Linked DNA regions of Mus musculus: region 2 is linked to region 1. Evidence: chromatin contacts called from public promoter capture Hi-C data. All regions are on one chromosome and are shown on one strand. The core of a region is the stretch at or near the end of the contact, and the rest is flanking DNA. Distances in the headings are between cores, read along the strand shown.

Evidence for each region. Promoter capture Hi-C pulls out the DNA fragments that hold promoters and counts their contacts.
Region 2: a contact with region 1 is called in a promoter capture Hi-C map of pre-B cells, with 4 times the contacts expected there. The contact joins the promoter of Nt5m here to the promoter of Mrpl22 in region 1.

What each region holds. Positions count from the first base shown.
Region 1 is chr11:58,167,921-58,174,805 of GRCm38.p6, forward strand. Mrpl22 (mitochondrial ribosomal protein L22) reads left to right here and starts at 3,744. Exons shown (of 7, transcript NM_175001.5): 1 at 3,744-3,793; 2 at 3,874-3,922; 3 at 5,113-5,230. The coding sequence starts at 3,766. Gemin5 (gem nuclear organelle associated protein 5) reads right to left here and starts at 619. Exons shown (of 28, transcript NM_172558.3): 1 at 368-619. The coding sequence starts at 533.
Region 2 is chr11:59,843,942-59,850,826 of GRCm38.p6, forward strand. Nt5m (5',3'-nucleotidase, mitochondrial) reads left to right here and starts at 4,132. Exons shown (of 5, transcript NM_134029.2): 1 at 4,132-4,431. The coding sequence starts at 4,189. It also overlaps a transcript of Cops3 not described here.

The DNA of each region.
Region 1 (6,885 bases), core at 2,494-4,993:
CTGCATGTTGCTGGACAAACAACAAGCAGATAAACAGAAGTCACTTAACACACATGGAACAGAAACATCCACAGACGAAAGACAGAAACGCTGGGTGTCATCACCACTCATCTTACAGACATCACCGTCAAGTAATTGCCCAGCGGGATCAGAGAAGGGAGAACAGCCCCCACCCCAGGGGGCGTACTAGGGGCCGGCAGGGCCTTGGCCAAGCAGGAAGGCCAGGAGCACCCTAAACGCCGGGTCTAGGCTGGGTCAGTCCCTCCAAGCGAGAGAGGCCACGTGCGCGCGCCGCCGGACCCGGCGACTTACAGAACTCCCCCAAGAGGACGGCAGGAAGGACTGCGCCGACCCGTGAGGGGCTCACCTCGAAACGGGGGCGCCCCTGGGCTCGCGCCCGCACCCGGACCCACGCGGACGAGGAAGACGGAGGTCCGCGCAGCGAAGCCAAAGATGCCTCCGGGCGCCGCGTCGCTGCAGCGTGAGCAGTACCAGTTGGGGGACGGCGGCAGCGTCCGCGGCTCCGGCTTCATCTCCGCGGCCGCCCAAGCTCAGCAGAGGAGCTCTGGGACGGTGGTTCGCAACCGCGGCGTGGAGCGGGAGGGGGCGGGATCGATTTAAACCCCGCCCCTGGAGGCGGGCGCTACGGAGCGCGTTGAGGCCCAACCCGCGCCTCTCGCTCCCGTGCGCCGCCTGGAACTAAATTCCAGGTCCTGAGGTTACATATTTTCCTTAATTAAGGATTTAGACCTGTGGAACCCGCCAACCAGCCACTGAGCACACACGCACACGCACACGCACACGCACACACACACACACACACACACGCTAAATAAATAATAAAGGCCAACACACACACACATACACACACACACACACACACACACACACACACACACGCGCTAAATAAATAATAAAGGCCAACATGATGTGAAATACCCTGTTTCTACCAACCTCAAGGTTGACTAAGAGATGAGCTAATGCGTTTGTGTGCATTTACCGCCATATATACCTGTATTTAACTAAAGCTCCTTATTTTGTCCAATCCAGCAAGGCAAGTATTATTAAGCGAGAAACATCTGGGACAGATTGGACAAGGCAGTTCAGTATCCCAATTAAGTTTTTTTTTTTTTGGGGGGGGGGGGTTCGAGACAGGGTTTCTCTGTATAGCCCTGGCTATCCTGGAACTCACTCTGTAGACCAGGCTGGCCTCGAACTCAGAAATCCGCCTGCCTTTGCCTCCCGAGTGCTGGGATTAAAGGCGTGCGCCACCATGCCTGGCAAGTTTTTGTTTGTTTGTTTGTTTGTTTGTTTTTAAATGCTACATAGCGGCGTACTTTTCCAGTTTTTGGGAGGTGTTTTAAAGACAGATGCAAGAGTGTATTTAGCTGAAATACTAAAAGAATGAATCTGAGCTCTGGCTCAGCACTCAGGCAGGAGGATTGCCATGTGCTCCAGGCTAGGCAGCCTGGGCTATAGTATGAGAGCCTGTCAAAATAAATGAAATGAGTCAGGAATCAGAAAGGACAGGAAGAGACTCTGTAGTTGGGTGGGAATTCTGATTCCTGATACTGGGGTATTCAAAGATTAAAGAGCAGAGGTTTGACATCCCGCCTCCTGCTTAATGGAGTGCCTATGCTGTGAGAACTAGTTAGTGGTGTGGAGGGAAAAAAGAATTGAACTCTGCTTACAACTCAAACCCAAGCAACTTGTTCAGATTCGACTGTACTTCTGTACTGCTGTTAGCCCTTCCTGAATGTGGCATATGGAAACTTGCAATGGCTATCATTAATAGAGAGCCCTTACCTATGCTAGCATAGCCTAAGGGCACTAAATTCAGGGTTACCAGACTCCACATTGATCACTAGTTTTGCCAGGAGCACACAAACGCATTAGCTCGTCTCTTAGTCTTTATTATTTATTTAGTGTGTGTGTGTGTGCTCATATTTCACAATGTGTGTGTATGGAGGTCAGAGGTCAAGGAGTTGGTGCTCTCTTTCCATGATATGGGGCCTAGAGACTGACTGACTTCAGCTTGTCAGCTGGACCATCTCGATAACACCCCATCCCGTTGGCTTTTTTTTTTTTTTTTTTTTTTTTTTAGACAGGATCTCACTATATAGCTCTGACTAGCCTGGCACTTGCTCTGTAGACCAGACTGTGTTGAATTCACAGAGATCTACCTGCTTCTGCCTTCCTGAGTGCTAGGATTAAAGGTGTGGGCCACCATGCCAGGCAATTTGGTTTCTGAAAGAGTTTTCTCAGTAATGTTCACAAATTTGTGTTAGAGTGATCTTTCCTTCCTCTTTCTTCTTTTCCTTTGAGATAGAGTCTCACTGTGTAGTTCTGATTGGCCTGGAATTTGCAGCCCAGGGCGACAAACTGGTGGAGATCTTCCTGCTTCAGCCTCTCATACGCTGGGATTACATCATGTGGTGCTACGCCAGGCTCCTTTTCTCTGAGACAGAGCCCGGCTTGTGTAACATGGTGGTTCTTTAACACCAGTCTCCCACATGCTGATGTTACAGTCATTTTTAACAAGAACCCTGAGGCCCACTGAAGACAGAGTTTGATGAACCAGCCTGCCTCCATTTTAGGCTTAAAAGGTATCTTTTTTTTTTTTAAAGATTTATTTATTTATTATATGTAAGTACACTGTAGCTGTCTTCAGACACACCAGAAGAGGGAGTCAGATCTCATCATGGGTGGTTGTAAGCCACCATGTGGTTGCTGGGATTTGAACTTCGAACCTTCAGAAGAGCAGTCGGGTGCTCTTACCCACTGAGCCATCTCACCAGCCCAAAAGGTATCTTATAGTAGAGGCAAACTAGATTCATTCCTGTTTATGATTAAACCTCCATTTCTCACTGATTGGGCTATGCCACACCTGTAATCTTAACTATACATGGTTCTGTGGGTTCCAGAAAATGGCAACTGTGTCTTTGTTTCAAAACCATCTTGTTAATCCTACCTTTGTTTCAAAAGGTTTTTATGGCCGGTCATGGTGGCCCACACCTTTAATCCCAGCACTCGGGAGGCAGAGGCAGGCGGATTTCTGAGTTCAAGGCTAGCCTGGTCTACAGAATGAGTTCCAGGACAGCCAGGGCTATACAGAGAAACCCTGTCTCAAAAAACCAAAAAAAAAAAAAAAAAAAAAAGGTTTTTATGACTACCTTCTTAGGACCACCTTGTGATCATAACTTTCTTTCAGGAGGTGGTTATGACCAATTTGCTAGTCTGTTTCTGTTTATGGGACTAACTTATTAGTCAGCTCCTGTTCTAGTTCTGCTCCTGTAACCTCCACCTAGCAAATCCATTTGGAAACACCCAACCCCTGAGCTATAGAAACCTTGTCTTCCTCATATCCGATGCTGCCTTCTCAAACGTTGCTTTAGGGGGAAGCAGTTCCTGTATGCAAATAAAAAAAGCTTGCTTTAATTAATTGCTTGCTTTAATTAACTTGGCCATTATGATTTGGATCAGTGGTCTTTCTTGTATCTTTGGCCTTAAATATTTAGGATTAAAAGGTTCTCCTGCCCTTTTCAGGCTGTTATGAGGTGAGGTCACAGTTTTTCTGATTTTCAGTCTTTATGAGGTCATTCACTCCAAAGAAAGACTGCTCTGACCAGACTTTTCACAAGGACGACGCATTCCTGGTCTCCATGACAACGCACTCTGACTTTTCCGGTCCCGGAAGCCGGCCTCGGACTGCGCATGCGTATAGTCAGCCGGCGTTTGATCCCGGAGGCTTCCGTAGGGCTCAGCATGGCGGCCGCACTACTGCGAGAGTTGGGTAAGGCTTGAGTCTTTCTTAGAATTTGGGAAGGAGGAGATAAAGAGAATCGAAGTTGACAGCTCGTATTCACGTTGCAGGTGCACTGAGGGTACCTAACCTGAGGATCTGGGCAACGCAGACGCTGCGGTAAGAGTCCTGCCACGAAGATCTTGCAGGCTGCGCCTGATCTGCATCGATCACAGTGCACTTGTGTGCCAGGCAGTACTTTCGGCCTCAGGTGGAGGGCGGCCCGACCCAGAACCCCATAGAGACTGTTGCCTCCGGGGGCTCCTCTCGGTGTTTTCTGACCAGCCTCTCCCTATTCCGTAGGCACGATTCGAATCTTCGACTTTGTGTGCTATACCAACAAACATTCCTGGTTATTTCTTTATTCACTTGCCGTGGGCAAGGACTGTTTGGAGACTCGAGGCTTGCCTGACATTGTACATTCGTTCGCTGTTGTTTCTCAGCAACTGGAGTTTGAGCCTTTTGCTCTGCAGAACATTCTGGAGCCTCTCGAGAAAGCCTTTTGTTTGTTTGTTTGAGTCTCGCCATAAGTCAGTCTGGCTTCTGCTTACCAGTCAGAGGCTGGGATCCTAGGCCATGCACTGTCCTGCTAGGACACAAGCGTCCCTATGCAGTTGAGTTAGCACTGGCATGGATCCGTAGGGTACATCCGAAGTTTCGATTACATATATAGTACTTGCAAATGAATTGCTTCTTTGGAGCAATATTTTGACATAATATAATTATAGTTGTTTGATTCCGTTTAAAACCCATTTCAGTCCTGAGTATTCATAAAACCTGTAAGTATTCATGAAACTTTGTCACTGTTAATTCATGGCATACTTAATTTACCAGACACCATATTGATTGCCAAATCTGTATTGAGGTTTTGAGAAATGCAAGGCAGTTTCTAAGGGATGGCAGACAGTAGGTACCTCACGCTCACAAAATCTTGTTTAATAGTTTATCCTAATGGCTTCTTTGAAAGATTGAAGTCAGAGTTGAGCAGCTTATGGTTCTGTCACCCTGCTGTGAGTGATGATATAAAATGATGTTAGAGGCCTTAGAGACATTGCCTCTTTCCTCTTTCTTACATACATGAAAACCAAGGCCCAGTGAAGTGACAGTGTGCCGCTGGCTTTAACTATGTAAAATGTAAACACCAGTGATTCAAACTGGAGAAGAAAGTTTGAAGGCCTAGAGATTGCAGGTGTATCTGGATGGGAGACGAGCCAGCTCTGTAGTGTCTGGATAAGGGTGGTGGTGACGTGGCTCCCAGAACGGCAGAGAGGTCCAAGTTTCTGTTGTCTTATGGGCTTCCTTCCTTTCAGGGTTTTACCCCCGTCGTGCATCCACACGAGTGCTTCTCTTGACATTTCTCGCAAATGGGAGAAGAAGAATAAGATTGTTTACCCACCTCAACTGCCTGGCGAACCTCGGAGACCAGCGGTAAGTTTGTAGGGAGAAGTAATCCCCTAGTTTTTAAATCTATTTTTAATTTCTTTTGAGTCGGGTCTTATGCTGGTTTTGAATTCAGCACTTAGCCCAAGCTGGTTTTGAACTCACAAAACCCTGCCTGCCTCTGCCTCCCAAGTGCTGGGATTGACGGTATGCACCACCATGCCCTGCTTGACCAGTACTTGTGTTCTTATGTGCCAAGCAGTGAGGTTTTCCTCCGGGTTAAAGGGGCTTTGTGAAGTAATTTACATGTTCTAATTAACTGACCTAACTGTACCAGATTGCCTTTACCTCCTAAACTGACCTAAGGGTTTGAGATGTTGATTTTGACTACGTGAGGCTTGTTGGTAGTGTCGTCATCGTCGTCCTCATCATCGTCATCATCGTCCTCTTCCTCATCATCATCATCATCGGGCTTTTTTGAGACAGAATCCATGTATCCCTGGTTGTTCTCACTCTATGGACCAGGCTGCCCCCAAAGTCACAGAGACTTGCCTGCCTCTGCATCCAGAGTGCTGGGATTAAAGTTGTGTGCCAGCATACCCACCACGCCCACCACGCCCAGCACACCCACCACGCCCACCACGCCCAGCACACCCAGCTGATGGAAGCATAATGAGTTGGAAAATGTTGCTTTAACCACTGTGTGTTTGAATTTAGGTACACTTACAGTTTTGTTTCTTTCTATAATGTACAAACCTTTAAACTTCAGGTTTGGATTGAATCATTGGATACCTACCAAAGATGTATCTTCTTATTAGCTGCTCAGCGATAAAATTATTGTGTTGCGTACTTCAGACTGTCAGAGATTATTCTAGTGACATGTAAAGCAAAGTCCAGCTTTAAGTGAATTTGTGGAGGCATGCAACTGCTATAAGGTTCGGGAATTACACGTGAGCACTAGTACATGCTGTGTATGCAGTGCCATGGCTCAAAGCCAGAGAAACGTTCTTACAACTGAGTTACAACTTCAACCATCGATTAAAAAAAAAGGCATCCCCGCCGCACTTGGGAGGCAGAGGCAGGTGGATTTCTGAGTTCGAGGCCAGCCTGGTCTACAGAATGAGTTCCAGGACACAGGACAGCCTGGTAGGAGGGCAAATAGTGGGAAGAAGGTGGACTTTTAGAGTCTTTGGAGAACTTTGGGAATGTCTTAGGGTTTCTATGGCTGTGAAGAGACACCATGACCATGACAACTCTTATAAAAGAAAACATTTAATTGGGGCTGGCTTATGGTTTAGAGGTTTAGTCCATTATTGCCATGGTGGGCAGCGTGGTGGCATGTGGGCAGACATGGTGTGGAAGAGGACTCCATCCAGATGAGCAGACAGCAGAGAGAGAAAGAAGCACTGGGCCTGAACTGAGCTTCTGAAGCCTCAAAGGCCACCCGCAATGGCACACTTCCTCCACCAAGGCCACATTCTAACAAGGCCTTATCTCGGCCCAGTCCTTTCAAATAATGCCACTCGCTGTCAGCCATTTTCATTCAGACCACCTCGGGAGGTGCCTATGCTGGATCTGAACCCCCCCCCCCCCATGCCTGGCTGCTCCCCCCGCTCACAGGGTTTTAGGTCTTGAAGAAGCCACGTAGTTTGTCAGTTTCAGTTTCCGAAAGGATTATAAGATGGTTCCTCTCCCAACTGAAC
Region 2 (6,885 bases), core at 2,882-5,381, 1.7 Mb after region 1:
TACAGATGTGGCAGCGTGAGAATCGTCTGCACAGAGAATGTGGTTGGCCCGGGGGTGGGAAGTGGTTGGCTGAGCTAACACTAGGACAAAAGGAAGTTACTTTGGGCAGTACAATATAAGATGCTGAAGTGTTTGAGTCTGAGAGATGCACATCCTCCCTCAGACTTCCATCCATCCCTAGTTACATTTAATAACAATACAATGTAATTGCTGTCAACAGATGTTACAGTGTATGGTGTAAGGAAAAGTACACATATGTCCACTACAAATGGAAAACTTATTTGTCTATCATTTATTTATTTGATCATTTATTTTTGAGACTGTGTCTCACTGCAGCTCGGACTGGCCTGGAACTTAATTTGTAGACCAGGCTGGCCTAGAACTCAGAGAGGTCTGCCTGCCTATGCTCTACCTCAATGCTGAGGTTAAAGGCAGGAACCACCATCCCTGTCTCAGAAGAAACATTTAAAGAATACTTTTGAACCGTGGTTAATTGATTCTTCAAATGGAAAAACCTGGTGGTACCAAGAGTCAATAGTATCTCAAAATACAGAGACAAAGACATGAGTCCTATAATATGAGTCACTAGAGCCAATCTTGTCCAAAGCACTCCTATTCTGAACTCTTTAGCCAAAAGATATGACACATCAGATTCCTCTTGTAATAATCTACTTGAGAAAGATACAGACAACCACACTGATTAAGCCAATTAAAAGTATGAGTCCTTTATTAGCCAGCAACCAAAAATAGGCTCATGCCTCCATGTTTCCTGTTGCCAAAGCTCAGGAATACAATGTTTTGAAAGGCAAAACCACTAAGATCATAATTTACCTCGAAGTTAAACGAAGGTCAGAGTAACCTTGAAGCATCCGTTTCTGGCAGATCATAGGAACTATTTTACATGTAATGCGATGGTCACTTTTGACTTGTACCTTCTTCAGTTGCTTTAGTTTAAATTTGTAGAAACATTATTTTGGTTAGTGATCTGGACCATGGTCCATCTGTCAGAAATCTCAATTGCATTGCCAAGGTAGATATGACTGTTCTGGGTATAGAGGGCTGAGAATTGTTTTAAAATCCCCACATGGAGTCAGAACAAGATGGCACTGCCTTTGATGATTCACCCTTATCACTGAATTGTTTAAATCTGCATTGTTTCCCTGCTCTAGGCTAGGAGTGTCCTGATACGGTAAGTCTAAAGGCACTGCACCTTCTGTGATTCCTTCAGGCAGGTGTTGGTGTGTCCTATGACTTTCTTGAGACACTGTTCACCCTAAATAAAAAGGGCACAGGCAGACTGAAGAAAAAAAAAATCAAGTTCCACTTGGCAAAATAAATGAGTCTAATTAATAAGATTTAATTGTAGGACCATGAAAAAGTCCCAAACCCTTAAGCTCCATTTTTGTTTGTTTTGTTTGGTTTGGTTTTTCGAGACAGGGTTTCTCTGTATAGCCCTGGTTGTCCTGGAACTCACTCTGTAGACCAGGCTGGCCTCGAACTCAGAAATCTGCTGCCTCTGCCTTCCAAGTGCTGGGATTAAAGGTGTGCACCACCACTACCCGGCTTAAGCTTCAATTTTATGTAGTGCTGTCTACAGACACACACCAGGAATACAGATGTACTTCACTATATCTCATCTGTGTGGTGCTAGGAATTGGATCAGGACTTAGACATTAGGCAGCGCGTTCTGTCTCCTGAGGTACAGTTGTAACCTGCAGCAGTATTAATGCAAACCTAAGCTTGTCTTAACACAGCAGATGTGAGTGACTACAGGCTCAGCAAATGTGAAACAGACAAACCAGACTCTGGGAAAGTGATGCGCTGTGTGCATCACTCCAGCCCAGCACAGCTTAGCCCAGCATCCTGCTGGGCTCAGCAAACACTGTCCCAGGAAAGATGGTCTTTCCTGCTGCAGGCTGGCACAGGGACACTAAATGACAAATTGCTGAAAGACGGTCACTCTGGTCAGGATTTTGAAGATTACCAACACTGCAGTGGGAGTCACCCCAGACAACATGCAACTGTCCCACTTCTTTTCGTTCTACCATTTTTGAAGCTCAGGGTGACTGTGCTACTTGATCTGGCCAGCCAAGCCCAGTTGAAGTGGCATGTTTTATGGATTGTGCTGTGTGACTTTTCCTGGAGAGATATGATAGACCAAAGAAAAAATTCCACCCAAGACTAGCTTGGTGAACCGATGAGTTTACTCAGATTACCACCACGCATAAGGGTGAGGGGTTAGTTAGAGGTGCATGGACAACTCACACAGCTGCATTAATAAAAGGTCCAGCTTTGTCTGGCTCTTGAAAACTCAACCCTGCTGCTCCCTGCCCAACTTTCAGGGAGCCCCACAGGAAGAGCCTCTTCTCCCCAGCTCTTGTTCACTGCCTTGAAAACCTTGTGAACTAGGAAGACCCTTGACTGTGCCAAGCCCTCTAGCCCCGGTGGGCTTACCTCAGGATAGGGTTCCAGCAGCTCATAGTTGTGGGAAGTCACATACGCCATTACAAGATGGCGCTGGCCACCGCTGGCCACCGCCCGTAAGTTCAGGTAAACAACCATTGTGCGCATGTGCATAAGGGTTTCTCACCAAATCAAAGCCCATCCCGGGGAATGTAAATGAGGCACTGAAAGCACAACCAATCAGGTATAGACACGCCACTCCTAGGCCTATATAAGCAGCGCCAGTTTTGGGGCTGGGGTCTTTTGGCTTCGCTATCAAGCTCTTCCAATAAACCTGTGCAGAAGAATCCTGTTGTGGTGTCTTCCTTGCTGGCGAATCGGGCGTCCACAATAGTCACAAAGCTTTTACTGAGTCAGTGCCTCTAGATTCTTGTCTCATGAACTTAGAGAATGAAGTTCATAGATGACAAGGAGGGTGAGTTTCTTTAAAGATATTTATTTTTCCTGAATGTATGTATGGGTATAACACACTTGCCTGGTGCCTGAGGGGGCCAGAAGAAGGTGTTGAATCTCCAGAAACTGAAGCTACAGACTGTTGTGAGCACTGTCTCTCTTCCATGTTAGCATGTCTATCAGTGGTGGTTCCTTGTTGTGGTCTTATTTAGGCAGCCATATTATTATGGAAGTTTTTCTGTCATTTCCAGAAAACATAATCTCACAACAGATTGTCTGGTCCTCCCATGTAACTTGCTTGGCCTTTTGGGACATGAGCTTTCTAGCTTTGTCTTTATCTTTCTTATTTTGGAAACATCCAGCCATCCCTCTTCTCTTTAGGACAGAGTCTTTTTAAAAAATCTTTACAAACATCCTGTGTATCCGTCTGTCTCTCTTTCCCTCCCTCCCTCCCTCCCTCTCTCTCTCTCTCTCCCCACGTTTTGGCAATATGTATGTCTGTGCACCACATGTGCCCATGGAGGCCAGCAGAGGGTGCTGTATGCATCCCCTGTGTTCAGAGTTGAGAGGATTGTGAGCAGCCAGCAGGGTGCTGGGAATCTAGATCAGGAAGGACCAAGATTTAACATACAGAGACCTTTCTTTACCAAAAATACCTTCATGTTTGCATCCTTTAAAATATTTTTTCTACCTACTAATTCCTTTTTTTTTAATAACATGAAGCACAGTAACAAATTTACAGACATATTTGGAGATTCACTATTGAATCCAGTGATGTTAGGATGGACACAGAGCATCTGTTTTTTTTAGAACCTTTATAGATTTGAAGGTTACACCTCTGATAGCTTTAAATTTTATAAGGTTATGGTTGCAAACATTCAGCATCTATGAACAAAGAGGATCACACACAGCAGGTGTATCTGCCTTTACCTGTACCTAAAACCTGAAATCCTCCCTGTCTATACTTGGGAATGACAAGCTGTTTAAAAACCTGTACCCATAATCCGGGATGGCTGGAACTTTGTTGGGCTCAGAGCTCAACGAAGTAAGCGCTCAATAAATACCTAAGGATTTGTTCCTCCGGTGGTGAGCTCCTCCATCCACCACTGCCTCAGTAGGAAGAGTGCTCCAGTCTGGCTTTCACAGGCGGCTGTAACCTGGGACTGGATGTCCCAGGGCGATCAGCACCCACGTCGCGCTCACCTTCTCTGGGCGCATGTCCCTTTAAGGGCGGCGGGGCTGCGCGCCGGCCTCGCTCTGGGCCGGAGCCTGCGCGTCCGTGTCCGCGGTGGAGGCTGCGTCTGCCGCGGGCCCCGGGCGAGGAGCGGGGCGATGCATAGGCTGCGCGGCTGCTGTGCGCGTCCCCGCGGTGCCCCGCTACGGGCCGAGCGGAGCCGGGCGAGCAGCCGCGCCCTGCGGGTGCTGGTGGACATGGACGGCGTGCTGGCGGACTTTGAGGGCGGCTTCCTCCGGAAGTTCCGCGCGCGTTTCCCCGACCTGCCCTTCGTGGCGCTGGAGGACCGGCGCGGCTTCTGGGTGTCGGAGCAGTACGGACGGCTACAGCCTGGGCTAAGCGTGAGCACCAGCCGGCCCCGCAGCCGTGCCCCGCGGGGAGGGGAAACTGAGGCCGCAGCTGTCCAGCCCCAAGCCAGCTCGACTCCTCCAATGACCTTTGGCGGGTTCTTTGGTACCACACGGATCCTGGGAGGACTAGGGCTACAGGGCTAGAGGGACCAACCATTCAGCTGTTGCTGGGTTTCCAGCTATCTCCTTAATCCCCCTTCCCAGCTGGACTCCCTTTTCCCCTCTCTTCCTCTCTCCTGCCGCTGCCCTTCAGTATCCACTTCTTCTAAATATTGGAGATTGAACCCAGACCTCTGTAGACTAGACAGGCTCCCAACCACTGACCTACATCTCCCATCCTCTTACTTTGTACTTTGTCCTTCATTCTCACTAGCTTCCCTAGGCTGCCCTTGAACTAATTCACTGTGTAGCCTAGGGAGGCCTAAATTTTTGATCCTCCTGTTTTATAGTCTCTCAAGAAGCTGAGACTGCAAGCCATGCTGGGCTTGAATTTTAAATTCTTGGTGTGTTTGGCCTCAGATAATTGGTTACATTAAAAACAAACAAAAACAAAAAACAAAACCGAGCATTCTCAGTCTCTTACCCAGACATGGCTATCCCTCCCAATGAAATTGACAGGAGTGTCTTTGCCATCCTCTTTTACCCCATGGAAGCATAACTTTGAGTGATACTGTATGCTAGAGAATGTGACTTGCAGAGTGTCACATGGGGAGTCGGACTGGGAAGAGTGAAACTTCCCTCTTGACCAGTGTAAGGTTTTTGGTAAGACCTTGGGCACCACTCCCCCAACCTTCCCATCCCTCATGGCTAGACAGAGATCCAGGCTTTTTGGTAAAGTGTAATTTGGAGACTTAAACTATTCTATGAAAGGAATAGGGGGATTTGCTCAGCATAAACTTAGAAACTCCAGCGTTTCTCACTTGGTTGTCTAGGGGCTATAGTGCTTGATGGTCAGAGGAGTGTTTTTTGTTTTTGTTTTTTAACTTATCAGGTTTGTAACATCTCGTTCTTCACAGTCTTCCAGGACTGAAGGCAGTGAGGTCATGAAGAAAAAGACACACAGAGAGCTGGGCTCTTTTCTGGAGAAACCACAGCACTCTTGGAAGCCCAGGGTGTTTGTAGGGATCAACAGAAAGGCGGGTGTATACGGATGGGCAGGGATGGGGACAGAGGTGTAACGAAACAGGGGAGGCAGTCTGCAGGGGGGAAACATTCAAGGGGGAAAGCTAGAGTGGCCATTCTCTGCATATACTGTCAAATTCTATACTTGGACCAGAGGAAGGCTTCTTCATGCCAGGGGATGGGGGTGGGGCTTTGCCCTTCCTTCATGGGTCTGAGGTTCTGGGGTGCTGACACAGCTCTGCCTATGTCAGTGACAGCACATTGCCTCAGGACTTCACTCAGCACTCTCTCCATTCCCTTATCTTGCTGTGGGAAGATGCTCCTGTTTCCTCCTTGCACACAAGGAGACCTGCCATCCTGCCATCATCACATCACGGGGTAGTAAGGAGCGCAGATGGGATTCAAGCCCCAGCAACACGTCTGCCTGCTCCACACAATTCTCTCCAACCACCCTACTGCCCTGTTCTCTGTTCTGCTTTCTCTTTTGATTTCAATACAGTACGGGGGTGGGTGGTAATACAGCTCAATGGTAGAGGATTGTCTAGCTAGTACAAGACTCTAGGGTTCTGTCCTAGCACTGCAGCTCTGCACCCCCAGCTCCCAGGCCCCTACATGATAAAGAAGGTACCTCCACAGTAATTTGGTTTACTGAGGGACAGGTATTTAAAGGGGACATGGGGTATCATTTCTGTTCATTCACAGATGGTACTGCTGCAAGCATCTCCACAGAGCCCAGATAGCTGATCTCTCCCGTGCTGAGACCTATGAAAGCTTTAAACCTAAGGAAATGCTCTGTCACCTCAGCAATCAACTGCTGCACTGCATAGGGTTCACTTACAGATGGCTGACCAACATTTGAATTTGGGGGACATAGTTTCCTTGTAGGAATATATTAAATTTAGTTTTATGTGTGTGGGTGTTTTGCTTTTATATACACATGTGCATTGTGTACAGTCCTGGTGTACAAAAGGTCAGAAAAAGGTATCCAAAGCCTTAGAACTGGAGTTACCATGTAGGTGCTAGGACTGAACCCAGGTCCTCTGCAAGAGCAACAAGTACTCTTAACCTCTGAGCCGTCTCTCCAGCCCCGGGAATATACTAATGGGATAAAATGAAATCTACCCAGACTCTGCAAGCTGACTTGTTTCAAACCGTACCATAGAGAGGAGGAGGAAAAGGAGGAAGAAGAGATAGAGATGGAGGAAGAGAAGGGAAAGGAGAATACAATGAAGGTTTAGGGGTTTAGCTTACCAGTAGTGTTTGCCTAGGATGCGTGAGGCCCTGGGTTTTCTTAGTACCATAAAACAACAAAGAAAGTAGCAG